Regions from separate parts of the Mus musculus genome. Here regions 2, 3, 4 and 5 are each linked to region 1. A link is a contact called in public Hi-C and promoter capture Hi-C data. All regions are on one chromosome and are shown on one strand. Each heading gives the region's core, a stretch centred on a gene start, on an enhancer-like site or on the middle of the called end of the contact. The rest is flanking DNA. Distances are from core to core; before and after follow the strand shown.

Region 1 (2,807 bases), core at 130-2,629:
GCTCTGGCCTCTGGGGTCTTTCTTTCACTCTCTCATATACACATACATTCACACACTCATAACTAGATTTTTCCCTCAAAAACTGGGCATATAGTTCAATTATACAGCACTTACCTAACATGAGTGAGGCCCTAGGTTCAAGCCTTTATTGCACACATTCATTCAAGCAAGCAAACACACACACACACACACACACACACACACACACACCCCTCCGTCACTTCTTCAGCTGAAGCATCTCTTCAGGATTTTATATTATCTAACTGTATCACTGCTTGAAACGTAATAGTAATCCATCTTTCCTGCTACTGTGGTTAATGGGAACTCAGGTACAAATGCTAGGCTGACAAACTCACATCACCCTAATTAATCCCTCTTGTTTTCTCTCCTAACTCAAATCCAATCTATTAGCAAAATCCTGCTGACTTTCTAAGCCTAGGAGTCTCCCCAACCCCCATCTCTGTCAGGTATACAAAGTGGTCTCGCTGGCTAGCATGCCATGGCTGGACTACCCCTCACTCATCTCCATTCCATCTCAACAGCCTTCAACAGTCCCGCAGTTTCTTCAGGGCAAAAGTCAACGCCTTCTCCACAGCTTCAGGGGATCTGACTCTCATTGTCTCTCCATTTTCGACTGCTTTCTCACTCCTTCCAATCATATGAAGGACTGGAACACACAAGGCCGTCTTCCACTCAGGGCCTTGGCACTGCCTAGCTCTTCCCTGTTCACAGTTGTCTCCCTGGCCTTCCTAAAGTCCTGCTCAGAGAGCCCCTGGAGAAGTCTTTTTTAACTACCCTAGCAAAAATGACATCCCACCAAGGGAGCATTCCTTAACCACTTTCTCTGCTTTTTTTTTTTTTCCTCCCCACACAGGTCACATAAGGTGTGATGCGTATTTTACTTATTTGCTCTGCGGTAGGTTTGTCTTGCTACAATGTCAGCGTTCCTCAAGCCTCAGTCCAGAATACAATGTATCTATACAAAGTACATACTCAAAAAAACGAACTAGAAGAAAGAATTTGCAAACACTTGCACTCATTGTTTCAATAAGTCCGAACTTTTTCCCGCGGCTTCTGAAGCTGAGGACTGGGTGATAATTGGCCACTACCCACTTCTGCCATCTCCTATCCCATCTCGTGCCCGCCACTTGAGCTTTCCTCGGTTCCGGAAAGGCACTTGCATGTACCCTCCCCTCCACCTGCAATGCTTTCTTTCTGTGCCGGATTACAAGCTTTATAGGCAGACACCATCCCCCACTCCCACGGTTTCGGATAAACCCAGGCAGAAGGAGCCTTCCGCCCCGTACCTGAATTGCCTAAGCCTATTAGGCTCCAGCAGAAAGCCCCGCGTCTGCCACTCAATTGACCCCTGACCGGTCAGCACCCGCCCCTGAAGGCATCCTTTAAAATACGTGAGGGTGACTTCCTGCCTAGCAGCCAATCAGGGGCCACGCATAGGTGCGGCATAAGCGAAGGCTGTAAGTCCTGTTTCCGGCATACGATCAGGGGCTGGTGAAGGGGCTGGAGGCGCCATGTCGGGCCGGGAAGGTAAGGCTATTTGGAGATCGGGGGTGGGACGGATGGATGGGGAACCATGGGAGGGCGATCGATGGCGGGGATGGGCCGAGCATGCTCGTGTCGCCCACAGGTGGCAAAAAGAAGCCCCTGAAACAGCCCAAGAAGCAGGCCAAGGAGATGGACGAGGTGAGGACGGGAGCGGAGGCCGGGCGGGCGCTGAGGGTATGGGCGACTGGACTGGAGTGAACCTGCTTTGCCTCTCTGCAGGAAGATAAGGCTTTCAAGCAGAAACAAAAGGAGGAACAGAAGAAACTCGAAGAGCTAAAAGCCAAGGCCGCCGGGAAGGGCCCCCTGGGTAAGTGAAGATCGAGCTATTGTAGGTATACTAGGGCAGGACAGGTCTGTTCCGGGGGTCGTTGGTGAACTACTGGGTCTGGTGTACACTCTGGCCAAGCCCCCTGCCTTGGGTTTGTGCAGTTCGAAGAGGGCGGGAGTGGAAACGTTGCCTCTCAAGACAGTCATGGGCTTCCAGTTCATGGAGAAGCTACAGAAGTGGAAACACCAACATGTACGCCGCACAGACACATATAGCTAAGTTTCTGAGTATCCTCCTGTTTCTGGTTACAAACTAGCAATTCACTTTATAGGTTGTTAACCTTAGAACATAGGACTTTTTTTACTTGCTGGTCGTGTTATCAGTAATGATACTGAGTCGTGCTATCTAGACTAGAGGATAAAAGTCCAGGCTCCTTAGCATGTATTTCGCTCTGGGTACTATTTTGTTTTGTGGCTATGCTGGGGAGCACACTCATTTGTGCAAAGCAAACCCTCCCTCTTGAGCTGTAGCCTACGCTCCATGCTCTCTCTGTGCCTTGCCCACGATTTTTTCTCTTGAGAGTGAATCACAGGTCCAGGAGTCCTAATATCTCATTAAGAAAAGTTTTAATTTTTGTATTTAAGCATATAGGTGTTTTTTATGCATGCATATCTGTGTACCATGTGTGTGCAGTGCCCTGGAAGACCAGACAAAGGTCTCCTGGGACTGTAGTTACAGACAGTTGTGAACTGGGAATTGAACCCAGATCCCCTGGAAGAGCAGCCAGTACTCTTAAATGCTGAGCCATCTCTCTAACCTTTGTTGTTGTTTTTTAAATTGATAGACAAGTTCTCTACCATTTGGGCAGTGGTGGCTCACATCTTTAATCCCAGCACTTGGGAGGCAGAGGCAGGGGGATTTCTGAGTTCGAGGACAGCCAGGGCTACACAGAGAAACCCTGCCAAAAAAAAGT
Region 2 (2,807 bases), core at 105-2,604, 1.8 Mb after region 1:
AGGGTGCAGGGAACTGCCGAAGAGTCCGAAAATTCAGAGAATAAAAGAACATGGTAGGAACTACTAGGGAATACAGTCTTCTCAACAGCTCCATGAATGTCCTCTTCCTGGGACTCAGAGCTGCTTAGAGCAAGGGCATTTCAGCCTGGCCCCACCTTCCACCCTTCCTCACTTGGTACCATTCCCATGTCAGTTATAACAATTACTACTGGATCACAGATCTCCCTGGATTTGTCACACACACACACACACACACACACACACACACACACACACACACACACACCTCTCTTCTTGGGTTTTCCTGAATTCCTGACCGATCAGTGTTTGAAGGGGACGCTGAAAGCTAGGGTAAACAGGTGTTCCGAGTACACTCTACCGAAGCCAAGACTTTGTTTTATTAAAGCCCCACTTTCACCATGGTCCCATATTCCATGTCAACGGGAAACCTTGGAGAAGGCAGGCTGAAGTCTTTATCACACTGAGACATCAATCTGAGCTAAGAGACGGAGTGGGGTGCTCCTAAGGGGTGTTGTTTATTAGGCGCCGGCCTGGGAAGAGTCAAAGACCTCAGGCTGGCTTCCTAAGAACCTAATCGCTGACCTGGGACGGAGGAATGAACTTCTGAACACAGAGGGATCTAAGGGCTGGCTCAAGGTCACCGACAGGTACGGAGCCAGAAGGCTAGGTAAACTATGAGCTCAAATTGAGTCTAGACTTGTGAGCCCCGTCCTGGAGAACCTCTTACAGTTGGCGCTAGTGAAATCTCAGGAATGGGGGCTCCTCCCACCGTTCGCGGGCTCCGTTTCCCTATCCATACGAAGTGTGTGTGGGTATCCTAGGCACACCACTCGAAGTCCTTTAGCCCTCCATCACCTCCAGTCGGTCAAGCCCTCCCAAATCCCGCAGCTAACTCGAGGCCTGTGATCTTCCATATCTCCCGCATGGAGCCTAGGTAGGGAAAAAAACTGAGCTTACCCCTGTACGCAAAGGACCATGTCCCAGAGACAACGGCGGCTCGAGAGTCGGAGTTCGGCGGGATGGAAGGAGAAAGGAGCCAATGGGTGCCAGGGGTGCGAAGGTCAGGGTCCCGGGGCACACGGGCGGCGAGCAGGGACTGAAAGGCTGTGGTGCGAACAGCTTGGAAGGACGAGGGGGGACGGGCTGGGCCGGTGGGGCGGGGCCAGGCGCCTCCTAATCTTTTGTCCGCTGCGTCCCAGCCCTTCCCGGAAGCCTCATCTTCCTAGAACCGCGGGCTTTGCGGCGGCCCGGAGGGGAACGGGGGTGCAGGCGTCTAGTGCTTTGGACCGAGAAAGGAAACACCTTTGACAGATTTCCAAGAACTTTCCAGGAAAACTGGGCGGGAGCTCCTAGAGTTGACCAATCGTATCGCTGGACGTGAGACGAGCATCTAGACCGACCTATTGAAGTGCAGGGACCCTGAACTGACGTGCCCGAGTGGGGCGGGACCTAGAGACTAGTAGGCAAAAGACTGGGTTGGGGACAAGTTAAGAAGGAATGTGGATGCAACTGGAGACCAGATTGTCTTCCCTCTACTTCTTTGGGGATGGGTGCGCTTATCCCCCCCCCCCTAGAACTACAGCGCGGGGGCAGGGTCGGGCCGGTCCTCTTAGCCAGCCGCTTCTAGTTTATCGGACGTTGTCTCTGGCGGCCGTGGTCTCGCTTATTGCAGGACACTGTGTGAGAAGGTGGGTGGTGTGCTGTGAGATCTGGAGAAAGACTTAGGGAGAGGCCTGGAGCCCTGAAGAGGACGGAAGAACTAAGGAGGTCCACTGTGGCCACTACAGCTAAAAGAGTTCAGGTTACATCTAATCTTTTGTAATCAAATGATCTCATCCCTTCTTTGCCTAATCTCTGAGTGGACCGACAGTTGGGGAAATTACCCTCTTGAGTCAGTAAACAGAGATAGTCAGCTCCCAGACAGCCCTGTCGATGGCTTGTTTGTTTTTGTTTTAAAATTGAATTCAGACTACCTTGGAGCTCAGTTTGTAGACCAGGCTGGCCCCAAACTTCTGAGTACAGGTTTACAATGTGAACTTATAGGCTAAGTCACCATATCTGGTTTACCAAGGAGCTGTAGGGTCTATGTGATCTCCCTCCACATCCACGGTTCAGGATATGGGGAGATAAGATCTGGAGAACCAGTACACCCACTCCTTCCACACACGTCACACCACCCACGTTCCTCAGAAAGGGTAGCTATAAGATTCTTGGCAGCGATGACAGGCTTCTGGCAGTGTCTAGAATCTGAGTATAGTGACTGGGCTTTCCCCAGCCCAGGCTAGGCTCTGGGTGCCCCACCCAAGATAGAGAGCTAAAGATAAAACCCTGTGAAAAGGAAGGAGTTCTTAGGGAAGATAAGAGATTACTCCAAGGGACTCAGTTCCCCGTAGGTGCCCTGGAGGGGAAGTTAAGTGTAACCCAAGCAGGGCTCCCAGAATACAGCAAGAAGCCAGTTTCTTGGAATATGGGTAGGATGGAGTAGGAGTACTCTGAGAACATGGGATCCCTGTATGTATGCATACTAACTCTTCAGTAGAAACTGTCTGTTGCCGCTTTGCTATGAAGATACGGGGGATTTCACAGGTGTCATGCAACAGAGCTGTGGTTTTCTTTTTATTTACTTACCCTTTCCTTTCCTTTCCTTTCCTTTCCTTTCCTTTCCTTTCCTTTCCTTTCCTTTCCTTTCCTTTCCTTTCCTTTCCTTTCCTTTCCTTTCCTTTCCTTTCCTTTCCTTTCCTTTCCTTTCCTTTCCTTTCCTTTCCTTTCCTTTCCTTTTTTTCCGA
Region 3 (2,807 bases), core at 180-2,679, 1.5 Mb after region 1:
CACAGGGAAAACCTTCTGTTTCCACATCTCCACCGCAATCAGCTCCTCCACCAGCGTTGGGATCTGCGGAGGACGGGGGAGAAGCAGGGGTGAAATGGCCCTGCCTTGGTCCCTCAGCTTTCCTGTCCCAGCTTTAGCCTGTCTTAAGTCTCCAACTCTCTTGGGTTTCCTCTGAATGGCCTTTACTGCCATTGCCCTCTTGCACCTTACCCCACCCTCCGTCCAGGGATACCCCACTTTAGGGCAGCTCTGCTCTTCCTGTCCTTATTCTGGTCTTTGTCACCTGGCCTTACTCTTACTTCAGCCCTTTACTGAGCCCTGTTCCTAGACCAATCCCTGCTACCCAGCTCTGCCTTTCTCTTGCAGGAGAACTAGGGCCGCCCTTGGCCCAGCCTCCAGCCAGGCATCTTTCCCGGCTTCTACTTTCTCCTAGTGTGCTACCTTCCCCATTTGGAAAGCCTCACTTCCTCCTTAGAGAGGATCTCTTTGGCCTTACAGTCAATTCAGGCTCATGTCAGCACTTGAGCACTCCCCCTGGAGCCTAGGATCCATGGCTCCATCCACTCTCGCATCCACTGAGGGTACAATAGGAAATGTAGCCAGCCAGGTACAGCGAGGCATGCCTGCAGCCCCGGCACTTGGGAGGCAGACACAGTTAGGCTAATGGCCATCTGGGCTACAGATCAACACCTTATCTCAAAATAAAACAAACATATTTTTCTTTCCCACTTAGGTGTACCAGGCCTGAAGGAAGAACAGGTGCTGCCTAGTGTCCCCAAGAGGTACAATAGAAGGCAGGAATCCTGCCTGGGACCTGGACGTACCTTCCCATGGTTGATTAGCAGTTCCTGGATGGGCTCAGCCTGGCTGATAGTTGCATCAAGGATGGCTTGCATGTTCAGCTTCTCCAGGCTCTCATGCTGCTTATTCCACCTGCCCCCGAAGGGATGTATGTACATTGGGTGACCAGATGTGCAACGGGAGTGAGGGTGGGGTTGGATCCTACTGAAGACTACCATGATCCTGTCCTGGGGCCAGAGGGGCACGGGGGCCATACGCTTCTATCTCAGAGAGCTTTGCCTACCCACCTGGAGGCCCCTCCACACTGGCAACCCCTTCTCCAATGTCAGTTCCAAGCTCCTCCACTAAAAGACCAGTGACTCCACCTGTGGCGGCTGCCTCACCCTTCAGAGCCCATCTCCCGAAGCTGGAAGCTGCGCAGGCCCCGCACCAGCACCTCAGCCTCCCCAGGCAGCAGCAGTTCCAGGTCACCCATGCCAGGGGCTAAGATTCCTTTGGTTTTGGGAAGCAACCCGAATAGGGAAAACTGAAACACTTAGGACTACAGAGTCCAGCGGTAGGACCAAAGTCTTGGGACAGGGCAGTTGCCAAGCCGTTGAAGCGCTTGAGTCGTCGTCGCCATGGAAACGAGGGAGCTTGGCGCCTGCGTAGTTTTGTCTCGATACCGCTCTTGCCACGCCTACCTCACCGCCAATAAGCAGCCCCAGATGCCAGACCCACTCGCCACACCTCCCCAGGGCTTGCACAGCTGTGAGTGTGCAACTCCTGCAGCTGCACTGTCTTAGCCCCTCAATAGGGTAGCTACCGCGGTCTCAGCAGCTGAGTCTTTCAGTTTTTCGTTTTTATGACATAGGCTGGCGTGGAACTTCCTATTTATACCGAGCTGGCCTTCAAATCAAAGGGTTCCACTGGCCTCTGTGTGCTCTGTCTTTCTAGTGCTGAAATTAAGGCATGCGTTACCAGGCTCAGGCCCGCAGCCAGGAGTCCTAATGATGTGCACCTAACATACCTCCCTCCAGAATGGCGCTGGCTCCCAAAATACCAGACCACAGCGGCTTACCAGGAAGAACCTTCCTCCCGCCCTCTCTCCTACCCACGTGCTTCATTTTTTTTGTCCCATTCTCTTTTATTTTAAAAACGTTTGTGTGTGAGCCATCTCCCCAGAACCCCATCCTCTCTTTGAGATGGATTCTCATTATATAGCCAAGACCGACACGGAGCTCGCTATAGAGCCAGGGCTGGTTTAAGCTTTCCTTCTTCTTGGTCGGCTTCCCCAGTGTTGTGGATTGAGGCGTGCACCACCGTGCTTGTTTTCCACGTCCCAACCTCATGAGCTTTCCCTGAGTTCCTCCTACAGGCTTTCTGAGACAGGGTTTGACTATGTCAGCCAGGCTGGCTTTAACTCTGTATAGTCCAAGCTGTCTTTGAACTAATTCACTTGTGTCAGCCTCCTTAGTGTTAGCATCACAAGCATGCGCCACCATGTTTGGGCCCTTGCCTTATTTCTTCTGGAATAGTCTTACTCCTTCAAGGCTCAGTCACTCAGATCCTCCTTGGCCATCTAATACAGAGCAATTTTTGCTCCTGTCCCAATATATTATATCCATCTTACCTGATTCTAGTTCTTTCGGTTTATAGGCCAGAGCAGTGCTCATAGCTGAGAACTTGCCTGTCTAGCATGCACAGAGCCTTGGCTTCAGTCCCCAGGACTGCATACGTGGGGTGTGGGAACATAAATCTATAATCCTAATTAACTAACTCAGGAGACCAAGGCAGGAGAATCAGAAGTTCAAATCAGGAAGTTCCAGGCCACTCTGTGCTTTATAACAGCCCGTCTTAGCTCCACCTCGTACTGACCGCCAAAAAATAAAAATAAAAAAACAAACAAACAAAAAGTTAAAAATCTAAGTGTGGCCAGGCATTCCAGCGCCCACCTTTAATCCCAGCACTCAGAGGCAGAGGTAGTCAGCTCCCTGACTGAGTAGGCCAGCCTGGGCTACGTAGTG
Region 4 (2,807 bases), core at 104-2,603, 1.3 Mb before region 1:
CACACATCTGCTATCCCACATATTCAGGAAACCGAGGCAGGAGGATGAAACTTTGTGGTCAGCCTGGGCAATGAAGCCCAACTCAAAATAAAAAGCCACAGGTGTTACTCAGTGGCAGACCAATGCCCTAGGCACACGTCCCCAAGTAACTTAATAATGAGTATAGGAATAATGTTTATACTTGTATTTCCTGTTGGTCGTTAAAAAAACAATACAAACAAAATATTTGCCAAGCAGAAACGCTGCAAATATATAAAAAGCCTTTAGATTTGAAATACATTAGCATATACTTCATAACATACAATCTTCACTTGAGCATCACACAGGTTACACCTAAAATGCATTCAGCACTAACTAGATACACTTGATCCTGACTCTAAGAAAAGCTTTAATGTTTAGCACACCTTGAGATGGCTGCACACTGCATAAGCAAACTCTACAAACGCACCCAAACGCATCATTAAAGACTGTTCCTATGTCGACTTCACAAGAATTACTACAAGATCATCATGAACTTATTTATTCATCGCTTCCGTCACCATAAGAGATAAATAAGCTAAACTAAGGAAGACTACCTCCAGGACCCCACTCCCACTCCCACCCCTCACCCGCCGCCACCTGTGGCTCACTGCCCTCCTCTTCATCGCCACCATCTGCACAACTTTCTGAGATGCAGTGTGGACCCGGGACTCGCTGCAGCTAGCGCTATCCCATTATAACCCTGATGCAACAAAACCACCTGGAAGTAAACATAAGCAACATAAGCGAGCAAAGTTTAGGTTTAAGCAACACATAAAACCAGAAACCGAGCACTCCCAGCAGAGAATCTACATGTTGCCTGGCTATCGGATCTTCGGAAAGAGGCAGGACTGAGTCACAGGGTCTAGCCCTCACCCAGACAACCCCAGACAACCCCAAAGCAGGATCCAGCGGCGAGCCTACCTGCCTGAGCTCACTCAGCCTGAACCCATCGCGACCCAGGCAGCTCGGCCCGGGCGGGGGCGCGGTCGGGAAGGGGGACGCGAGACCGTCCGGCCCCCAGCTCCAGACTGCGGTCTCCGGAGCCGCGCCTCGGGCTGCTGGACAGCGCCCACGCCCGCGCGCCCCTGCCCGGGCTCGCCCGCATCCCGGAACTCCCGGGCACGAGCGGCGCGAGGCCGGCGCCGGGGCCCAGCCGCACCGTGCAGACGCGCGCTGAGGTACCTGTGGCAGCGAGGCAGCTCCCGGGCGGCGGCGACCGAGCGGCGGAGAACGGCCTGCGCGCTCCTGGCCCGCGGTCCGGTGTTTGGAGCCCGCCCTCTCCCTCCCGGCCGCCCGGCGCCCGCGCAGCTCCCCGCCCCTTCACCTCTCAACTCCTACCTTTCCCCTCCCGCTCCGCCGCCCTCCACACGTGCTCCCGGCGGCGTGCGCATGCGTAGTCTGGCACTGCCAACGGCTCGGGTTCGCCCCCTGGTGGTCCCCTGCCACACAACTGCGAGAGGAAGTACTGGAGTTGCCTGTGGCCTGGAAAAAGGTGGCTAGTAGCACTTCAGAGTTTTGACAGCATCACTGTCCTGGGAAGTGATTGAGAACATGCACAAGAGCTCGTGTTCCATGCTTTATAGTGCCAAAGGATTAGAAGCGGGGCTGGGTGTATGGCTCAGTGGTAGAGAGCTTGCCTGAGACGCTAGGGGCCCTGGGTTTGATCCACAGCAGCATCAAAAAGAAAAACAAACCAGGGAATTAGAAGCAACTGAGCTAAATAGCAAGTGTATTCAGTTGATGAACTAGGTATAGGAGCCTCCAACACCAAGGATGTTAAATGAGCACTTATAATGAAAGCTAGTTCAAAACCAAGCTGGTGTTAGGATTCCATTTTTGTTAAAAATACAATGCATAGGGTAAAGTGGAAGATATATACTCAGTGTTTATTCCCACGTAGAGGAACTATGGGTGTCTGAGTCTCTTCCACCTTCTGAACTGCCACCAGTCGACTTGCACATGTAACGGATTATGCTGAGTGACTGCTCTGGTAAATGCTGAGTTAAGCATATGGTGTGTGTTCTCTCATTTGGCCTTGGGGAAAGTGAGGTTCCAGACACTCAGCAACAGCACCAACCCTGGTTGCTATGTTTCCATTTGTCCTCAGGCCTGCCTGTGGAGAGATCTCAACCACACTACCAATGTCTTGACTCTCTGAGTGTCACAGGTCAGAGTGGCCACCTGCCCCCATCTTGCTACCTTAAACATACTTCTTTCGTGTCACTCTTGCTCACCCCCAAGGCATACTAAGGTAGAACAGACCCTGTACCTGCCCTCAAGGGCACCAGTGGTGGGGGAAGAGAAAATATAAGTATAGTCACCGTGCAAAACAAATCAGAGGTGGCCACTTCAGCCTTTGGAATAGGGTTATTCTATAAAGCAGGTTTCTGGTAGAGATGTAACTCAGTTGATATACTGCTTGCCCAGCCTTGAATATGAGCCTTAACCCCCAGCAAACTGGCAGTGGTGGTGAAAGACTCCCCAGAGGAGCCTCTCGCTCAGGCCTCAGGATAATAGCAGACACCCAAGAACTCACGATAGACCAAGCTTGATGCAAACCACATGAGGCTTTATTCGGGGAAAGCCAGAGCTCTGGGGATGACTCATATCCCACGCAGGGTTAGAGGAGTCGACCTCGAGGGGAAAGAGGTCCCAGTTTTTATAGGCCCTCAGGGGGGAAAGGAGAAGGGGAGAGTGGGGGGATTTCCAGATCTAAACAATTCTCAAGAAATGGGTATGGGAGGGGTACAAGGAAAGAGTCTGGTGCAGGGGCAGCAACTCAGGAT
Region 5 (2,807 bases), core at 126-2,625, 1.2 Mb before region 1:
GGAACCCAAATTCCACTTCTATACTTGGTGCCAAGCCCTATATCCACTGTTCTATCCCCTGGCCCAATTCTTGACAAGGCCTCTGATGACAAAGATCTCCCAGTGACTGTGGTTCAGACGGGACTCTTATCACAGCAATCGCTGGAAAGCCCTATGAAGATGGTCTCTGCATTGCCTAACTACCTGCTGTAGTTCTGTAAGTAACAGACAACATTGGGACCAAGGGCTGTCACACACCACCTCAATGCTGTACCAACCTAGGGAAAACCTGTCCAATGCCTCTGGGTTTCAGCTGTGTCCCTCTCCTCCCTCCCCCCAATATAAAATGCCAAATCACACTGCCTGGCCTTGAAACACATTTCCCACCCAAAGTGGTCACTTCCTGCTGTCACTCTGGACCTGGGAAATGCCCTAGCAACTAGAAAAGTAGTCAGAACTGGAGGTCTGAACAGTCAAGAACTGTTAGGCAAATAAAACCCAGAAGGATCGCAGGGCAGTGGTGGCACACGCCTTTGATCCCAGCACTTGGGAGGCAGAGACAGGCAGATTTCTTGAGTTCAAGGCCTAGCCTGGTCTACAGAGTGAGTTCCAGGACAGCCAGAGCTACACAGAGAAACCCTGTCTCAAAAAACAAAAAAAACAAATAAGCAACCAAACAACCAAAATCCACAAGATCTATTTAAAGCTTTCCATATGTGGTGTGTTTGCTGCAAATTACAGAATAAAACAGATATACTCCTGGGAGAGGTAACCCCTAAGTGAAAATGTGAAAGACATTTCGAGGTTCCATGGAGAGTGAGGAGGTTGGGAAAAACAGAGGGGATGGAATATGCTGAGGCCTTTTTGCAACCAGATATCATCAGAACTAGGAAGAGTGCAAGCAGTGTTCCGTGCAACCTGTAAAATGTTCCATGGTGGAAGGAGATTCAGGACAGATAAAAGGATCTCCTCTAGGGCCTGCTCTGCAACCATCTTTGGGCGCCAGTGTGGCACGGAGCACATGGTCCTGGGGCTGGAAGCGAACACGCAAGATAGTCCAGAAACCCATCTTCCAAAGGCCCAGGAATGCGACTGCAGCCTCGGCGAGCCCTCTCCAGACTACAACTCCCAGATGCCCTCGGTTTACGGCAGACGCGCCTACTCCACCGCGCAGCGTCCCGGATGCAATCCTGCACGCTCCCGGGACCTGCCCTCTTCCGGTCCGCACGACATCTTACCTGCTCGGTCTTGTCTGGGGTGGTGCTGAGAAGGTTGTTGAGTTCCGGAAACATCGTGAACTGGGATAAAAATTATGGTTCTACAGAAAGAATGAAGGTCCAAGAACAGCACCCACAAGACCGTGCTCGCGAGCGCGAGAAAGCGCGCATGCGTGATCTCGCTGCCGGACTCGAGTCAGCCAATCAGGCTTGGGGTTGTGATGCTGCTGCTGCTGCTGCGCAAGCGCGTGAGCACGTATGCTCGTAAAGCTGAGCCTTAGAGCGATCTCTCATTCGGGCAATGGACCATTGTGCTGCTCTCAGTAGGTGCGGGTCCACACAGTGCTGGTGCTCCCTCACGATTTAGCACGAGCAGGCGAGCTTTCTCTTTCCGTTGCTCCCCCTCCCTCCGCACCTCCGGGTCTTAGTTGCTCCACGTCTTCCTAGTGTATTGCTCACAAACTTGGGCTAGATACATGGAACACATAGAGAAATGTTTGCAGGATCTTCGCAAAAAGAGAGAACAAACCTTACTAGCACAGAATTACATCCTGAAGAGCTTTTTGTATAAAGCAGAAGCCAGGAGGCCAAAGAGATGGCTCAGGGAATAAACGCTCTTCTTCCTCCCTCTGAAGACCACCCACATTGGGTTGCTCTACTTGTAACTCCAGCTCCAGGGGACCCGACGCCCTCTTCTGGGCTCTGCAGCACATGCACACACAATATACACAAAAAAATTTAAGGGGACTCAGAAGATTTTAGAGGACCCTAATTTGATTCTCATTATCCACTTGGCAACTTATAACCCTCTGTAACTACAGTCCCAGGGAATCTGATAGCCTCTTCTGGCCTCCAAGGGTACCAAGCATAGAAGTGGTGCACCTATACATACCATCAAAACGTATGCATAGTTTTATTTTAAATAAGCAAGGCCCTCCTCGGCCTTCTGCTAAAACAATAAAAGAACAAAAAAGAAAAGTCAGAGGGATACAGGTCAGTTGAAGAGTTCTTTCCTAGCATCAAAAACAACATAAAAAGCATGCTGCCAACATCTGTGATCTCAGCTGTCAGGAGGCTTAGGCAGGAGGGTTGCCAGCAAGTCTGAGCTTTGTGAAACTACCTCTAAAAAATAAAAATAATGGAACTGGGCGTTATGGGGCACACCTTTAATCCTAGTGTTCAGGAGGCAGAGGCAGGCAGATCTCTGGCAGTATGAGGCCATCCTGGTCTACAAAGTGAATCCAGGCTAGCCAGGCGAACACAGAAACCCCATCTCGAAAAAACAAGCAAGCAAACAAACAAAAAAGAGGAGGAGGAGGAAGAAGAGGAAGAAAGAAATATAAGCTAGTGGTGGTGGCACATACCTTTAATTTCAGCACTTAAGAAACAGAAGCAGGGCTGGTGAGATGGCTCAGTGGGTAAGAGCACCCGACTGCTCTTCTGAAGGTCCAGAGTTCAAATCCCAGCAACCACATGGTGGCTCACAACCATCTATAACAAGATCTGACTCCCTCTTCTGGTGTGTCTGAAGACAGCTACAGTGTACTTACATATAATAATAAATAAATCTTTAAAAAAAAAAAAAGAAACAGAAGCAGTCAGATCTCTGAA

Evidence for each region. Promoter capture Hi-C pulls out the DNA fragments that hold promoters and counts their contacts. A called contact is a pair of places that touch in the nucleus more often than the background predicts. Capture Hi-C pulls out chosen DNA fragments and counts their contacts.
Region 2: a promoter capture Hi-C map of adipose tissue shows a contact between it and region 1, with 3 times the contacts expected there. The contact joins the promoter of Cish here to the promoter of Ccdc51 in region 1. A contact is called at or near these places in 1 of 39 promoter capture datasets (erythroid cells) and 1 of 9 other capture datasets (adipose tissue).
Region 3: a promoter capture Hi-C map of liver shows a contact between it and region 1, with 4 times the contacts expected there. The contact joins the promoter of Zmynd10 here to the promoter of Ccdc51 in region 1. A contact is called at or near these places in 4 of 39 promoter capture datasets (erythroid cells, liver and pre-B cells), 1 of 484 Hi-C or Micro-C datasets (B cells) and 3 of 115 datasets of contacts at active chromatin or transcription factors (double positive thymocytes, pancreatic cancer cells and thymic regulatory T cells).
Region 4: a contact with region 1 is called in a Hi-C map of B cells, with 7 read pairs. The contact joins the promoter of Scap here to the promoter of Ccdc51 in region 1. A contact is called at or near these places in 1 of 484 Hi-C or Micro-C datasets (B cells) and 2 of 115 datasets of contacts at active chromatin or transcription factors (astrocytes and embryonic stem cells).
Region 5: a promoter capture Hi-C map of pre-B cells shows a contact between it and region 1, with 4 times the contacts expected there. The contact joins the promoter of Elp6 here to the promoter of Ccdc51 in region 1. A contact is called at or near these places in 7 of 39 promoter capture datasets (the C10 cell line, cranial neural crest, embryonic stem cells and 4 more), 1 of 484 Hi-C or Micro-C datasets (Th1 cells) and 2 of 115 datasets of contacts at active chromatin or transcription factors (embryonic stem cells and stem cell-derived neural progenitor cells).

What each region holds. Positions count from the first base shown.
Region 1 is chr9:109,081,068-109,083,874 of GRCm38.p6, reverse strand. Ccdc51 (coiled-coil domain containing 51) reads right to left here and starts at 1,379. Exons shown (of 4, transcript NM_025689.4): 1 at 1,308-1,379. It overlaps Tma7 (translational machinery associated 7), which reads left to right and starts at 1,494. Exons shown (of 4, transcript NM_183250.2): 1 at 1,494-1,548; 2 at 1,649-1,704; 3 at 1,786-1,873. The coding sequence starts at 1,533.
Region 2 is chr9:107,295,206-107,298,012 of GRCm38.p6, reverse strand. Cish (cytokine inducible SH2-containing protein) reads right to left here and starts at 1,354. Exons shown (of 3, transcript NM_009895.4): 1 at 979-1,354. The coding sequence starts at 998.
Region 3 is chr9:107,545,926-107,548,732 of GRCm38.p6, reverse strand. It overlaps Zmynd10 (zinc finger, MYND domain containing 10), which reads right to left and starts at 1,429. Exons shown (of 12, transcript NM_053253.4): 1 at 1,185-1,429; 2 at 825-933; 3 at 1-63. The coding sequence starts at 1,276. It overlaps Gm34106 (predicted gene, 34106), which reads left to right. Exons shown (of 2, transcript NR_168657.1): 2 at 734-1,165.
Region 4 is chr9:110,331,902-110,334,708 of GRCm38.p6, reverse strand. It overlaps Scap (SREBF chaperone), which reads right to left and starts at 1,353. Exons shown (of 23, transcript NM_001001144.3): 1 at 1,204-1,353.
Region 5 is chr9:110,303,760-110,306,566 of GRCm38.p6, reverse strand. It overlaps Elp6 (elongator acetyltransferase complex subunit 6), which reads right to left and starts at 1,375. Exons shown (of 7, transcript NM_001081381.1): 1 at 1,218-1,375. The coding sequence starts at 1,271.